3 separate regions of the Mus musculus genome follow, and all the other regions are linked to region 3. Evidence: chromatin contacts called from public promoter capture Hi-C data. All regions are on one chromosome and are shown on one strand. Each heading gives the region's core, a stretch centred on a gene start, on an enhancer-like site or on the middle of the called end of the contact. The rest is flanking DNA. Distances are from core to core; before and after follow the strand shown.

Region 1 (4,188 bases), core at 1,516-4,015, 590 kb after region 3:
AAACAACGGGACTAATGGCCCCTTCATAGTCTTTTGCACAATATCTTGTTTTGTTTTGTTTTGTTTGAGAAAGGGTCTCACTATATAGCCTTGGCTGGCCTGGAGCTTGCTAGTAGACCAGGATAGCCTCAACCTCCTAGAGATTCACCATCTTAGCCTCGAAGGTGATCAAACAATACTGTCATCTATTACTGTACAACTCAAAAACTAACTGCATTTTTCATTTTTTTTAATATTTATTTATTGTTATATGTAAGTATACTGTTGCTGTCTTCAGACACACCAGAAAAGGGCATCAGATCTCATTACAGATGGTTGTGAGCCACCATGTGGTTGCTGGGATTTGAACTCAGGACCTTCGGGAGAGCAGTCGGTGCTCTTAACCGCTGAGCCATCTCGCCAGCCCGCATTTTTCATTTTTTAACTAAGTAGGCATTAAAGGGTGATTTCTATTGTGCTAAAACTAGATAGATTATAACCGTATTACCACAGAGAGCTGAGCTTGAGAAGTCTGGCAAGCAAGACGGTTGCTTTAATAGAACACAGCAGCAAGTCATTCACTTTCAGTATGTCAGTAGAACTTGGAGGCTTGGTTACGATCCTGAAGGTTGTATTAGCTGGTTACCTTCAGTCTGTGGCTTACACACTATAAGACAGTGCCACGGGACCCTGTTGGCCAAATGTCCTAAGAAATGCCATCTACTTGCAAGCAAGATGAGCCAGATGCTGTCACAGGATAGACTTGACAGTCAAAACAGCAGAGCCAAAGCTCTGACATCATCACAGTAGTTCCTGCCCCATCCCCAGACCTTCTGTGCACTAAGGATGTGTTTCCACTGTAGCTTCTATGTTTCTAAGTAGCATGCTTAAATGCTGTCTCTTAGTGTCAGTGTTAGACCTCTCCTTGGTGACTTCCTCTCATGGCAGAAGAGGATGCTCCTCACAGCTTCCACAAGTCCCTTCTCTCTGTATCCTGTCAATCATGGCGAGCCCATCTTGATACAGCAAACCTATGAAGCAATTATCCATCATTTCCATACAGTTGGGTTTTTTTTTCTCTTAATTCTTAAGAGTTTTTTTCTGCTCTCTGTCCACTACACTGTGTGGCTGGTCTTGAGAACAGAGGCACAGCTGTCATCCTCTAGCTCTTCTTCCAAGCTGGATTCTGACCTGTGTATTACCCAAATCCAGACCCTGCCTAAGACTCTTAGCTTACCACACTTAACAGGACAAGCCTTAGTTCCCCAGACTACAGTTTTCATTAAGTGTGGACTGAACATCTTTCCATAGAAACAGATGCCTAACAGTGTCTTTCTGGGAGGCTAATATTCCATACTGCAACTGTGTTAGGCTTCATCTAACGGATGCCTCATTTCCAGTCCAAGAAATTTTTTTAGTATGTACATACCTACACAGACCACGATCGCTCTCCCCTCTGTCCCCTTTCCCTCCTTCCCTCCCTCTCCCACCCCAACACTCACCTGCTTATAACCATGGCTGTTATGACAGGCTCCCAGCCTGAGTGGAGCACTGTCCTGGTAGCTGGGTGCTTGGCAGCTATTATAATCCAGATAGGAGTCAGAGCCAAGAAAAAGGCACACACTAATGGGGAAATGTAATAATATGTCTCTAGAAGAAAGAAAGAGAAACATTTAACCCCTCTTCTTTCCAACAGCAAACCTAAACGATCAAAAGAAACACTTTACCAGATTTATTATCAAACATACTAACTGTCTTATATTTTCTACATACTTAAAATGTAGATCTATAGATAAAACTCAATGCAAGGTACAGTGGCCCACCCCCCTAACCCAGCCCTCAGAGGCTGGAGCTGGGGAACCACAAGTTTAAGGCCAGCCTGTGCTACAGAATACTCCAGGCCAGCCTGTGCTACACAGTAAGATGCTCTTTTAAAATATCAACTAATGTAACTGAAAGAAAAACACATTAATTCCACAAATATGGGATGACAATGCATCCTACACAAGAGTAAACAAAGGCCACCAGAACGGATGACAAGCAGCAGGAGAGTGGCCACAGTGCTTCTCTGTGCATGTGTCTGGGTCATTCACCCAACCTGTTTCCACCTTCTGACAGCAGGCTTGGCTGCACGGCAGTTCACAGAAAAATATCGTGATGCTGTTTCTTTTCTTTGTTTGTTTGTTTTTGAGACAGGGTTTCTCTGTGTAGCTCTGGCTGTCCTGGAACTCAGAGAGATCCACCTGCCTCCGCCTCCCAAGTGCTGGGATTAAAGATGTGCCATGTCTGCCTGGCTGTATTTACACTATTTCTAAACAGTCAGAAATGACTCTGTGTGTGTGTGTGTGTGTGTGTGTGTGTGTGTGTGTGTGTGTGTGTGTAAATTATCTTCTAACACCAGAAAAAAGACACTGCAAGAACAGAGACCAGGGGAGAAATGAACCCTCAAGTTGCCCCTGCTTCTTACTAAAGACTCAGAGAGTGAGGCTGAGGTAACACTAATTCACGCACAGAGCAGGAGAGGAATCCGGCAGATGAGCGTGGGAAGCGATTGGCCAGGTCCTGTGCACAGGGTGAGTTCACAAAGAGGGAAAGCCTAACAACCCTCCAGAGTCTGCAGATGCCAGAATCGTTTTTAAAAACCCAGCATGCAGAGGAGAGGCCCCTTTGAACTCTTGAGAGCAGTCAGCAGAGACCTGAGAAAGGTCTGTCCAACACTGAGACAGTGTGGGAGGGATATACTGGCCTTGGGACAAGGCCCAGTCTAGACTTCCCCAGCATAACCTTGAACCAGGTCTCACAAAGCTCAAGCTAAGCCACAACAGCCCACAGGAATTAAGTGCAGTGCTAGGTATGGAAACAGAACTGGACATGACACAGCTCTGGGCCCACAGTGCCCGGCAGCCAACCAGACATGACAAAGCTCTGTGCCCATGGTGCCAGGCAGCCAACTGGACATGACACAGCTCTGTGCCCACGGTGCCCGAGCAGCCAACCAAAACTGAAGCTTGGAATATCTGATGACAAGAAAGTCTCGGAGATATTTTACTTTGGCTCCCTTTTCTCACAATTTTTTTAAGTTCCTAAAGTAATTTTTACAGTCTATCAAGTGGTGCACACACAATCCCAAGATCAAGTTTGGCCTAGGCTACAAAAGGACAACACAGAAGAAAATGTAAGATAGGAGACTAGAGAGAAGGCTCAGAGTAAAGAACACTGGGCAAGCCTGACACCAGGATCTGATCCCTTGAACCAACCTGGTGAGAGAAAATGGACTCCTGAAAGCTATCCGCTGACTTCTACATGAGCACTGCTGCACGAGCAAGCACACACACACTCACACTCCTGCCCACAGACACATAGACAGCTACACATGCACACTCCTGCCCACAGATACACAGATACAGACAGACAGACAGACACACACACACACATACACACACACACACACACACACACACACACACACACACACACACACACAGCCTTACCTGCTGAGCCACCTCACAGGCTTGGCAGCAGGGCCTTACCTGCTAAGTCATCTCACTAGTCCCCTCTATTGCTTTTTTTAAAGATGAAAAACCATGAATTTATTGTAAACCCATTGGAAACATTCCTAACTCACAAAACACCTACAGCTGCCAACAATCTCCATGGCACCAAGGAGAAGCTAAAAGCCTCCAAAGCACTAAGCACAAAAGAAAGGAACTCTCCTGCCAGGGTAGAGCGCCTCGGCATGGTCAGGTCCAGACGGAAGCTCAACTGCAGGCTTTAACCACTTTATCCTCATCCTAAATATCAGGAGGGATTAGGAAGCTGAGAAAGGCACTCCCCCATCACTCACTGCTGCCCTGTTCTGAAGGAGGAAAACATTAAAAATAATGAGTACCCATGTGGATCCACAAACGTTAAACCAAGTTACCACATGACCCAAATGCTGTATCCACATAAAAGAGAGCTGAATCCCAAATGCTGTCTCCCAAGAGAGCTGAAAACAGGCATTGTCACATAAAAGCTCGTGAACGCTCACTGCAGCGTTATCCGGCAGAAGCGCAAAAGTGGAAATGACCGAGGCTTTTACCGTTTACCGAGTGGCTAGTGAAGAAAGGGCAGTATGTCCATCCAAGAGACTGTTACCCCGACATGTTAGCATTCTATACTGGGATGTTCTACAGCAATGAAGATTGGATCCTGGCTCCTCTGAAAATA
Region 2 (4,152 bases), core at 347-2,846, 880 kb after region 3:
TAGTGAGATGGGAAAGTGGATACAGGATCCCACCCCTAACCAAGAAAATATTTGCTATTGATACCTGCTGGCAAAAGGAAAAAAATCAACCACATTCAGGGCCCATGTCCAGGAGCTGTTGGCCAACATAAAACAAATTACATGTTTTTATATGTATATGTACTTCTGCCCCCCTCCATACCCTCCCGTTTTTGTTTTATATGGTTTTTGTGGGCTTTTGTTTGTTGTTTTGTATTTATTTGAGTAGGTAGGAAGGCAGAGAGGATCTGCAGAGAACTAGGGAAGGGGAAAACATCCAAATACTGTATGAAAAAAATTTTTTTAAAGATATATTTATTTTATTTATATGAGTATACTGTCACTCTCTTCAGACACACCAGAAAAAGGCATCAGATCCCATTACAGATGTTTGTGAGCCACCATGTGGTTGCCAGGAATTGAACCCAAGACCTCTGGAAGAGCAGTCGGTGCTCTTAACTGCTGAACCATCTCTCCAGCCCCCCAAAATTTGTTTTACTTTAAAAAGAAACTAAAGAAAAATGTATATGAATGTGTTTGTCGTTTCAAATCCTTTGGAGGTTTAAATGAAAACATGTGAGGGGCTGGAAAAATGGCCCAACAGTTAAAAGAGCTTGGTACTTTTTCAGAGGGCCTGTGTTCAGATTTCTACCCCTCACAACCATCAGTAACTCCAGCTCCAGCAGAGCCAGTGGCCTCTATGGACACCTGGACACACACACACACTCTTAAATGTATAATCCCATTCATTATCTTACTTACTATTTAGTCTCCCTGGAGTTTAGAGGAATTGGAGTTTAGAGGAGTTAAAAAATACTTTTAAGTAGCAAAAGACTTCTGTGCTCCTTCCTAACAGAAGAGGAGGAGAGAATGCGTTCTAGTTCTTGGGTTAGATGAGAGGAAAGTGACAAGAGGCAGATAGTAGGTGGCCTGTGGAATTGGGCTGGGCCAGCGGTTCTTCACCTGCTGAGCTGGGTACCCTCCTATTGTGGTGACCCCAGCTGTGAAATTGTTCTGTTAGTACGTAGCCTGGTTGTGCTGCTTTTTGGAAGCACAATGTAAGTGTCTGACGCACAGGCTGAGCGCTGCTGTCCAGGCAGAGAGGAAGGGTGCTGTTAGCTCGAGGTTCAGAAGCTCCTTTGCATGTCTGCAGTGTTCAGGGAAGCAGCTTTGCCCACCTGTCAGTTTCCTTAGTCTGTGATTCCCTGCTCTGAGCATCGCAGATGGGATCTTGTCTCCTCAGCAGTTAGGATGCGGATGAATTATCAGGTATTTCCCTGGCATTTACACACCATTTTACTGAAGGGGTTTTCATTTTCTTTAAGTGAATAGCTTTTTAAAAGCCAGTAAATATGTAAATGTCTGGTATTTGATAGTTCAGGAAATTATTAAGGGCTGATTTGAAACTCACAGTGTTGTCAGGAATAGTATTTCTGTCTCTTTAAGAATTGGCTTGAAAAGGGACATTGAGTGTTTGGAGAGATGACTCAGATGTTAAGAGCGCTGGGTACTCTTCCAGAGGACCCGTGTTTAATCCAGCAGCACATAACTGCCTATTACGCTGGTTCTAAAAGATCCAACACCTGCTTCTGGCCTCAGGCACTGCATTCATGCATTGCACAGACATCCATGTAGGTACAATGCCCATACACATAGAAGTAATAAATAATAGACTTAGAAATACTGGCTATTGGCATGCTTATGGACAACATACATGGAGAGCAAAGTCTGAATGAAATCTGTAATTCCAATGCTTATTTTCTTTTGTAGGGTTTCTTATATGCATATAGTATTAGTACCATTATTAAGACCACAATGAATCTCTACATGTCCATGCAGAAGCCTATGACCAAAACTTCAGTGAAGGCATTATGCAGGCTCATTGAACTTCTCAAGGTAAGTCAGTGCTGTTTTCCTTTGCCACCAGGACTGGGGACATGACCTCAGCTACAGTAGAATGCTCTTGGCGGGTTTTGCTTTCTGGTTGCATCAGAATACAAACTTGGGAGAAAGTGAACTTAAAATTGAAAAGAACCTCTGAAGAGCTATCGTGCTTGACTAATACAGGCACTACTTTATACAAGGGTGCGTGCTGACAGTCTCAGCTCAGCCTGGCTCGCCAGGCTCACGTAACGTGCTCAGATTAGCTTGGCTCCCTGGGGTAATCAGTGCATTCGCTGTTTGAGAAAACCTATTTGTGCTTTGCTGGGGATGGTTCTATTGATTGTGTAAAAAATTTTTGATATATTTGGAATTTGGAATGTTTATAGAAAATAATCTTTTAGTAGATGTCTTATCTTTTTATTTTACTTTTTAAAAAAATTTATTTATTCTATGTAAGTACACTGTAGCTGTCTTCAGACACTCCAGAAGAGGGCATCAGATTTTGTTATGGATGGTTGTGAGCCACCATGTGGTTGCTGGGATTTGAACTCAGGACCTTTGAAAGAGCATTCGTGCTCTTAACCACTGAGCCATCTCGCCAGCCCTTTATTTTACTTTTTAAATGACTTTGTTGTTGTTTGTGGTGTTTTGTTTTGTTTTGTTTTGTTTTTTTCCAGAGCTGAGGACCAAACCCAGGGCCTTGCTCTTGCTAGGCAAGCGCTCTACCACTGAGCTAAATCCCCAACCCCTTAAATGACTTTTGACAAGTGCAGGTGCTTAATTTTACTGCAGTTGACTTTTCCAGCATGTTTGTGTGTCTCTGTGTATGTGTGTGTGTGTGTCTTTGTGTATAGGCGTATGTGCACCTGAGTGTGGAGGCCAGAGGTCAACTTGAGATATTGAAGCTATGTACTTTGTTGTTTGAGACCAGTGAGGCTCCATGCTCCAGGATCCTATCTGTCTTCTAGGCACTGGGGGGATAAGCTTCTGCTGCCATGGCTGCCTGGTGTTTATGTAGGTGTGGGGAGTCAGACCTGGTTCTTAATGCCTGTGAAGCAAGCAGACACTTAAAGACTTCAGTCTTCTCTGCAGCCCCAAGTGGTGGATTTTTGTTGGTTTTTGTGTATGTGTGTGTGTCTGTGTGCGTTTGTTTTGATTTTACCTTCACACTCCTCTAGTCTCATTTACAGATCCCTTCCTTTCCTAGGGTCATGAAGGTTTTCTTTAATGATTTTGCATTTAAGTTTTAAGTTAACTTTTATTTCTTTTAGGCAATAGAGCATATGTTCTACAGGAGAAGCATGGTTGTGGCGGATTCGGTGTCACATATAACACAGCACCTTCAACATCAGGCTCTTAGTTCTATTTCTGTAGCCAAGGTATGCAGATTATTATGCATTCAGGTTAATGAAGGTATCGTGTTCTGCTGTTTTATCTGTATTTCTTGCCAGATGTGTTATTTCTACAGCGCTGTATCCATTGCATTTTGTAATGTTTACAGTTAGCAGGATTGTAGTCTCTGAAAGTTATCATGCTTGACTAATTTAGGGGCTTCTTCATACAAGACTACGTGTTGACAGTCTCAGAACTCAGCCTGGCTTACCTTAAATGTGCTCAGAATGGTACTCTCCGATGTAATCAGTGCATTAGCCAACATTCCAGAAAACCATCTAACTTAGCCTAGCCTGTTGGAAAGCCCTGGGTGCCCCATGTAACCTACTGAAAACCCTACTAGCAGCTAATCTTAGTAGAGTGAAAGGAAAGGTTTTGACCCCTCAATTTTAGAAATGTTTTCTAGTAAGGTTGATGTTGAATGTGTTTAAAGTAAACCACTGTTTGCTCTTCCTGTAGTGCTCAGACAGTTAGCGAGGCCAAGTTCAGAACACTGGGGGAAGGAGTTTTTCTGTGCTCTCTGGAGCGCTGCTGTAGAGAACAGAGAAGACACTTTGTTTCCTTTGGAAACTTAACCATGTTAGAATCAAAACTAATAATTATCTGTTTCATCTTTAAGAAAAGAGTAATTTCAGACAAAAAATATAGTGAACAGCGTCTTGATGTGCTATCTGCTCTTGTTTTGGCTGAAAACACCTTAAATGGACCAAGCACAAAACAACGACGACTTATTGTTTCTTTGGCATTGAGCGTTGGCACGCAAATGGTAAGTTTATTGCTCTTATTAAAGGAATCATGAAGTCTGAGGTTCACAATTTATTTATTAAGTAAGAAGCTTGGCCTTGTGGTGATTACACT
Region 3 (4,633 bases), core at 2,126-4,625:
AGATACTGTCTCAGGGGAGAAGGAACAGAAAACAGTGCAGGACACCTGGCATTGTCCTTCAGCTTCTACAGTCACAAACATGGGCCGACACACCTATGCACACACACTCACACACACAAACACAGACAAACTAAAGACATCCTCCTACATAACCAAAATGCCACGATCACACCTAAAAGTAACACTAATGACATCGCCCAATAAGCAACCCATATTCAACCCCCTTCATGCCAGTCTGGTATCCTATAGCTTAGGTTTCTATCTTTAGTTGTTTTTGCTCTTGTCTTTTAAGATTTATTTATTTCATTTTATGTACACATCCCTTATCTGCATGTACACCTGTATGGCAGAAGAGGGTATCAGATCCCATTACAGTCACCATGTGGTTGCTGGGAATTGAACTCAGAACCTCTGGAAGAAGAGACAGTGCTCTTAACCACTGACTCATATATCTAACCCCGATCTTGAATGTTTCCAGTTCAAAGAACTCACTCTGTAGAACAGTTAGCCTCAGATTCACACAGATCTCCCTGCCTGTGCCTTCTGGGTTCTGGGATTAAAGGCATGAACTCCCAACCCCAGCCTCCATACTGTTTCTAAAATTGTGCTGTGCCTGTGTCCTGAGTGCTGTACCTACACCTGTGATGACTGAGGGCAGGACTGTGACTCCATGATGGGTCTGCCTGTCCTTTCTTAAAGATAGTTGGAATGAGCGGCTCTTGTTACTTTGCTTGTCTCCCGGGAGAAAGGAGTCATCAGCCCATTACAGATGAGCCAGTGGTCCCATTCCAAGGATGAAGGCAGGAAGACCCACAGCTTTTCCAAGCTGGATGACATCTGAGTCATGTTTTCAGTATGATAAAAGTCAATAATCATTCAGTGTAGAAAAGCTTGTCACCCTGTCTTCATTACAGCTGGAGGCAGCTTTGGGAGGTATCAAATGTCAATGATGGACCGAAGAACTCCCAAGGCAAAGTCCTGAACAGTGGCAGCTTCAAGAGAAGCAAGAAGACAGAGGGCCTCAGGCCTTGCCTAGGACATAAAGCAGAGCACAGAGAGCTAGGCTAGCCCTGAGAAACAATGTTGTTCAAAGCCCCCAGCCCTGGGGATGGTGCATGGATAGCTGCCTTAGCAGTTCCTGGGAAGACCTGAGAAGAGTTCTTTCAGACCAGGCAGTGGCCAAGGGTAGATTAGCTCTGTCTAGGAAGAAAAGACAAAAGTGGGAAGGAAAATACCTCAAAATTCAGAGCCCCAAAGATTTATTTTACATGTCAATGCCAATCAGTTGATAGAGAGAAATCTAAAGCTACCACCAGGCTCTTACTTTAGAAGAGTAGAGATAATTATTGATTAATCAGATCTGCCATGGTGCTGGGAAAGACCTGGTTGTCCAAAGGTAAGAGGGAAATAAAGACAAAGGTGCCCACAAGCTGCTGTTGAATGATTTCAACATTAGAGACTATGCTTAATGCACTGGGAGAAACGTCATGAGCAGTGTAACTGAACAAGAGATACCTCGCGTGCTGTGAACGTCTCCCATAGGGCACCATCACCCCCAAAGCTTCTATACCATCTCCCCAAACTGACTTAAGGGTCAAGTCCTAAGCGCTTGAACTTTTGGAACCACAGACATCGCATTTAGAGGAAGAACACAGCACCCCCGTGGCTGCTCACCAGAAGTGCTATCAAATAGGATTTCATAAAGGAGCCAACATGAAAACAAGTGTGGTCAGAACAGCGAGTACCAGAGCATGTGCCAAGCCATGTTCATGTATGTGATAAAATGACTCAAGTTTGGGAACTGCCACATGCTAAAATGTCCTTAAGTGGCATTCTTTGTTGAGATATTTCTCAGGACCTTTAAAGTGTTTTTCTAGTTTTTGCTCTGTCTGAAGGGGCTTGGAGCTCCTTCTCCAGTGGGACTACATCCTCTTAAACATCCTTTGAAATATTCTGACATCAAGGAAGCAATAAGAGAACGATGTTTCTTGGGAATGAGGAATGAAAACGGTGACTTAGTGAACATGCCTTTCAGAGAGGAGGATGAAGAGCGGAGATGTGTGTGTGTGTGTGTGTGTGTGTGTGTGTGTGTGTGTGTGTGTGAGAAAGAGAGAGAGAGAGAGAGAGAGAGAGAGAGAGAGAGAGAGAGAGAGAGATGGAGGGTTTAGGTATTATTGTGGAAGGATGAAGAAAGCAGGGTCCTGGGGAAAAAACATGTTGGGAGATGAGGAACACTCAAAAACATCAGAATGTCCGGGGCAGGGACCTGTCCAGTTCAGCATGTGTCACTTCTGTGACCTTCATTGTCATTATCAGCATTGCCAGGGAAGCTGGCCCTATGTGCCACATTTACTTTGTATCTGTGTGTCACATGTTACATTGTATCACTTTATTTCCATTTTGCAGATAGGAAAATGTAGGCACATGGATGAGATATGACCAGAATCAGGCTTATGAAAGTCTTCCCAGGTGGCACACAGCCCACACTTTCATTACTGTAGGGCACAGCTCTGTTGTTGGCTGTATCAGAGGGAGAACTAGAATTCCATTATGTAATACCAAAAGGATATTTCGAAGAAGCGCAATACCAAAACATTTCGAGAAGAAAAAAAAAAAAAAAAAGGCAAAACCAACCCACCAGCGTCCTATTGGCCAGCAGGCTGCATAGGACAAACATCCTGCGTCTTTGGATGCTAAATCAAACACTGTGACTCCCATACCACAACAAAACCACAGAATTAACTGCCAGTTCTCTTATTGGGTATGGAGGCCCCTGAAGAGTTTCTCAGGACAGATTCCAAAAACATGAATCATAACTCAGTTATGTCATTTTGGCTCAGAAACAGACTCACATTAAATGCGAACACTGATCTCTGTCATGTCTAACTCCTGATCCCCAATGCAACTTAAAATCCAATGCAAACGAACAAACAAATCACCATTAGGGCAGAGATGGGAGAATAGGGCTAGCCTCTGCTCTGCAAAAATAGCAAGATGTGAAAAGCTTATACAGTGAGCGTCTTGGGTTTGCTGCAATAGAAAGGTTCTTTACGATGTTACATTACAAACTAGGGGGCTTCTGGAGGCTGAGGCTGTGAAGGGGGCAGTCTGCCTCCTCCGAGTTACTTCTCTGAGTTCACAGCAAAATAAACAAGTGGTGTAGACAGAAAGGGTGAAATGGAAAGATTATCTTGCTTGTAATTGCTGTATTTACCTGATGGATGTGAGGGTAGGCTTTGGGCAACTTGGTCCAGAACCGCTGCAGAGCTGAGCATTCAAACTGCGGCTGGCCTCGCGGGACCACTAAGCTGCCTGTTGCTTCAGCTGCTTCCCAGATCCCATTGGAAATCCCAAATGGCTTGCGAGCCCTGAGTGTGCCTCAGCCGTCCACACCCACCTCCGCTTGCGCTTGCGTTGCCTGAATGGCTCGGGTTTCTTCCACTCCTGCAGCCTCTGGGAACCCAAGCCTTGTGCAGGCAGAGGCTGCTCCTGAAACGCTTCCAGATGTGCTCGTCCTGAAGGCAGGGCAGGTTGGCTGGCTGGGGCAGACTTCCTCTCTCGGCTTTCTCTTGCAGTCTGCGTGTGAAACTCTCAGCAAAACAGGGCTGTTCTGGAGTAAAAGCTGCAAACCTAGGGAAGAACAAATGTTTGGAAAGTGAATTTATACCGTCGTGCGTCTAGTGTAAATTTCTAATTTCAGCCAGGTTCTTGCTGAGAATCTTTGAAATCTCCTGTGTGTTGAAATGTTACCATGGCAAATCATGTCTCAGACAACCATCGTCTTTTATTGAGGCTGTGATAAAGACAGAAGCTTCCAGGTGGGGTGTATTCCCTCTGGAGGGGAGAGGCATCAGTCAGGGGGCAGACTTGGTGGCAACACTGCTGTTCTGTGGTTTTGCAGTTGATCCCCAGAAATGTAGGAATGGTACCAGAGCTTTGCCCAGGATCATGGAACATATTCCACAATGGCTTCTCTCTAACTTTCATAAGGAACTCCTCGATGGCTGCCTCCATCACAAGCAGTCACTTCCTTCCAATCACATGGAACTTTGAACATTGATAAAAACAGATTCATACCTTCTGCTTCATTTTGTTCTCTCAGTGTGTTAGGTAAGCTAAATTTTGCTCCACATTTCAGATTCCAGCCAAATTTGGGTCCTCTGAAAGAGCAGCAAGTGCTCTTAACCACGGCCACAATTTTCCAAGTTTTAAATTCTTTCAGCCTTCTCTTCTGTGATATTCCTTGAGCCTCACATAGAGACGAAGAGTTGATATAGAGTCCAGATTAGCGCTTAGCACTCAATGCAGTTGTCATAGTTCGTATCGTTTGGGGAGACTCTGGCCTCCCATAACCATTGACTCATAGGGTGTTATCACATGCCTGGGATTTTCATTTGATAACCATGCCTTCTGGGAGTCACATTGCCCACTCATGAGGGTATCAGATGTGGTAGAGTGGTCCCTCAGACAGGTCCCAAGGCAGTACCACAAACAGGACTGTAGGCTGATGCCTGTTCAGTTCAGTTCACTCCCAAGATCACCTCATCTGTACCTCTCATCTACTCAAGAGGATGCCTGGCATTGAATTATTCTACTATTGGATAAGTGGATGATTGGCATGAGTTTCAAGACT

Evidence for each region. Promoter capture Hi-C pulls out the DNA fragments that hold promoters and counts their contacts.
Region 1: a promoter capture Hi-C map of hippocampal neurons shows a contact between it and region 3, with 2.1 times the contacts expected there. The contact joins the enhancer-like site here to the promoter of Glt8d2 in region 3. A contact is called at or near these places in 9 of 39 promoter capture datasets (the C10 cell line, the HPC-7 cell line, cranial neural crest and 5 more) and 2 of 115 datasets of contacts at active chromatin or transcription factors (embryonic forebrain and embryonic stem cells).
Region 2: a promoter capture Hi-C map of liver shows a contact between it and region 3, with 3 times the contacts expected there. The contact joins the enhancer-like site here to the promoter of Glt8d2 in region 3. A contact is called at or near these places in 9 of 39 promoter capture datasets (the C10 cell line, the HPC-7 cell line, cranial neural crest and 6 more), 5 of 115 datasets of contacts at active chromatin or transcription factors (the NIH/3T3 cell line, bone marrow-derived macrophages, differentiating embryonic stem cells and 2 more) and 1 of 9 other capture datasets (macrophages).

What each region holds. Positions count from the first base shown.
Region 1 is chr10:83,282,241-83,286,428 of GRCm38.p6, forward strand. Slc41a2 (solute carrier family 41, member 2) reads right to left here. Exons shown (of 11, transcript NM_177388.3): 7 at 1,482-1,629. Among named protein-coding and RNA genes, the nearest start is that of Slc41a2, 53 kb to the right of the region's middle. Within about 2 kb of position 2,766, at least 18 of the 459 cell types and tissues checked have an H3K27ac peak or open chromatin away from gene starts, as enhancers often do. A contact at or near this core is called in hippocampal neurons, where this site is marked.
Region 2 is chr10:83,568,180-83,572,331 of GRCm38.p6, forward strand. It overlaps Washc4 (WASH complex subunit 4), which reads left to right. Exons shown (of 33, transcript NM_001033375.2): 15 at 1,789-1,914; 16 at 3,174-3,281; 17 at 3,914-4,060. Among named protein-coding and RNA genes, the nearest start is that of Washc4, 26 kb to the left of the region's middle. Within about 2 kb of position 1,597, at least 1 of the 459 cell types and tissues checked has an H3K27ac peak or open chromatin away from gene starts, as enhancers often do.
Region 3 is chr10:82,687,275-82,691,907 of GRCm38.p6, forward strand. Glt8d2 (glycosyltransferase 8 domain containing 2) reads right to left here and starts at 3,376. Exons shown (of 10, transcript NM_029102.3): 1 at 3,215-3,376.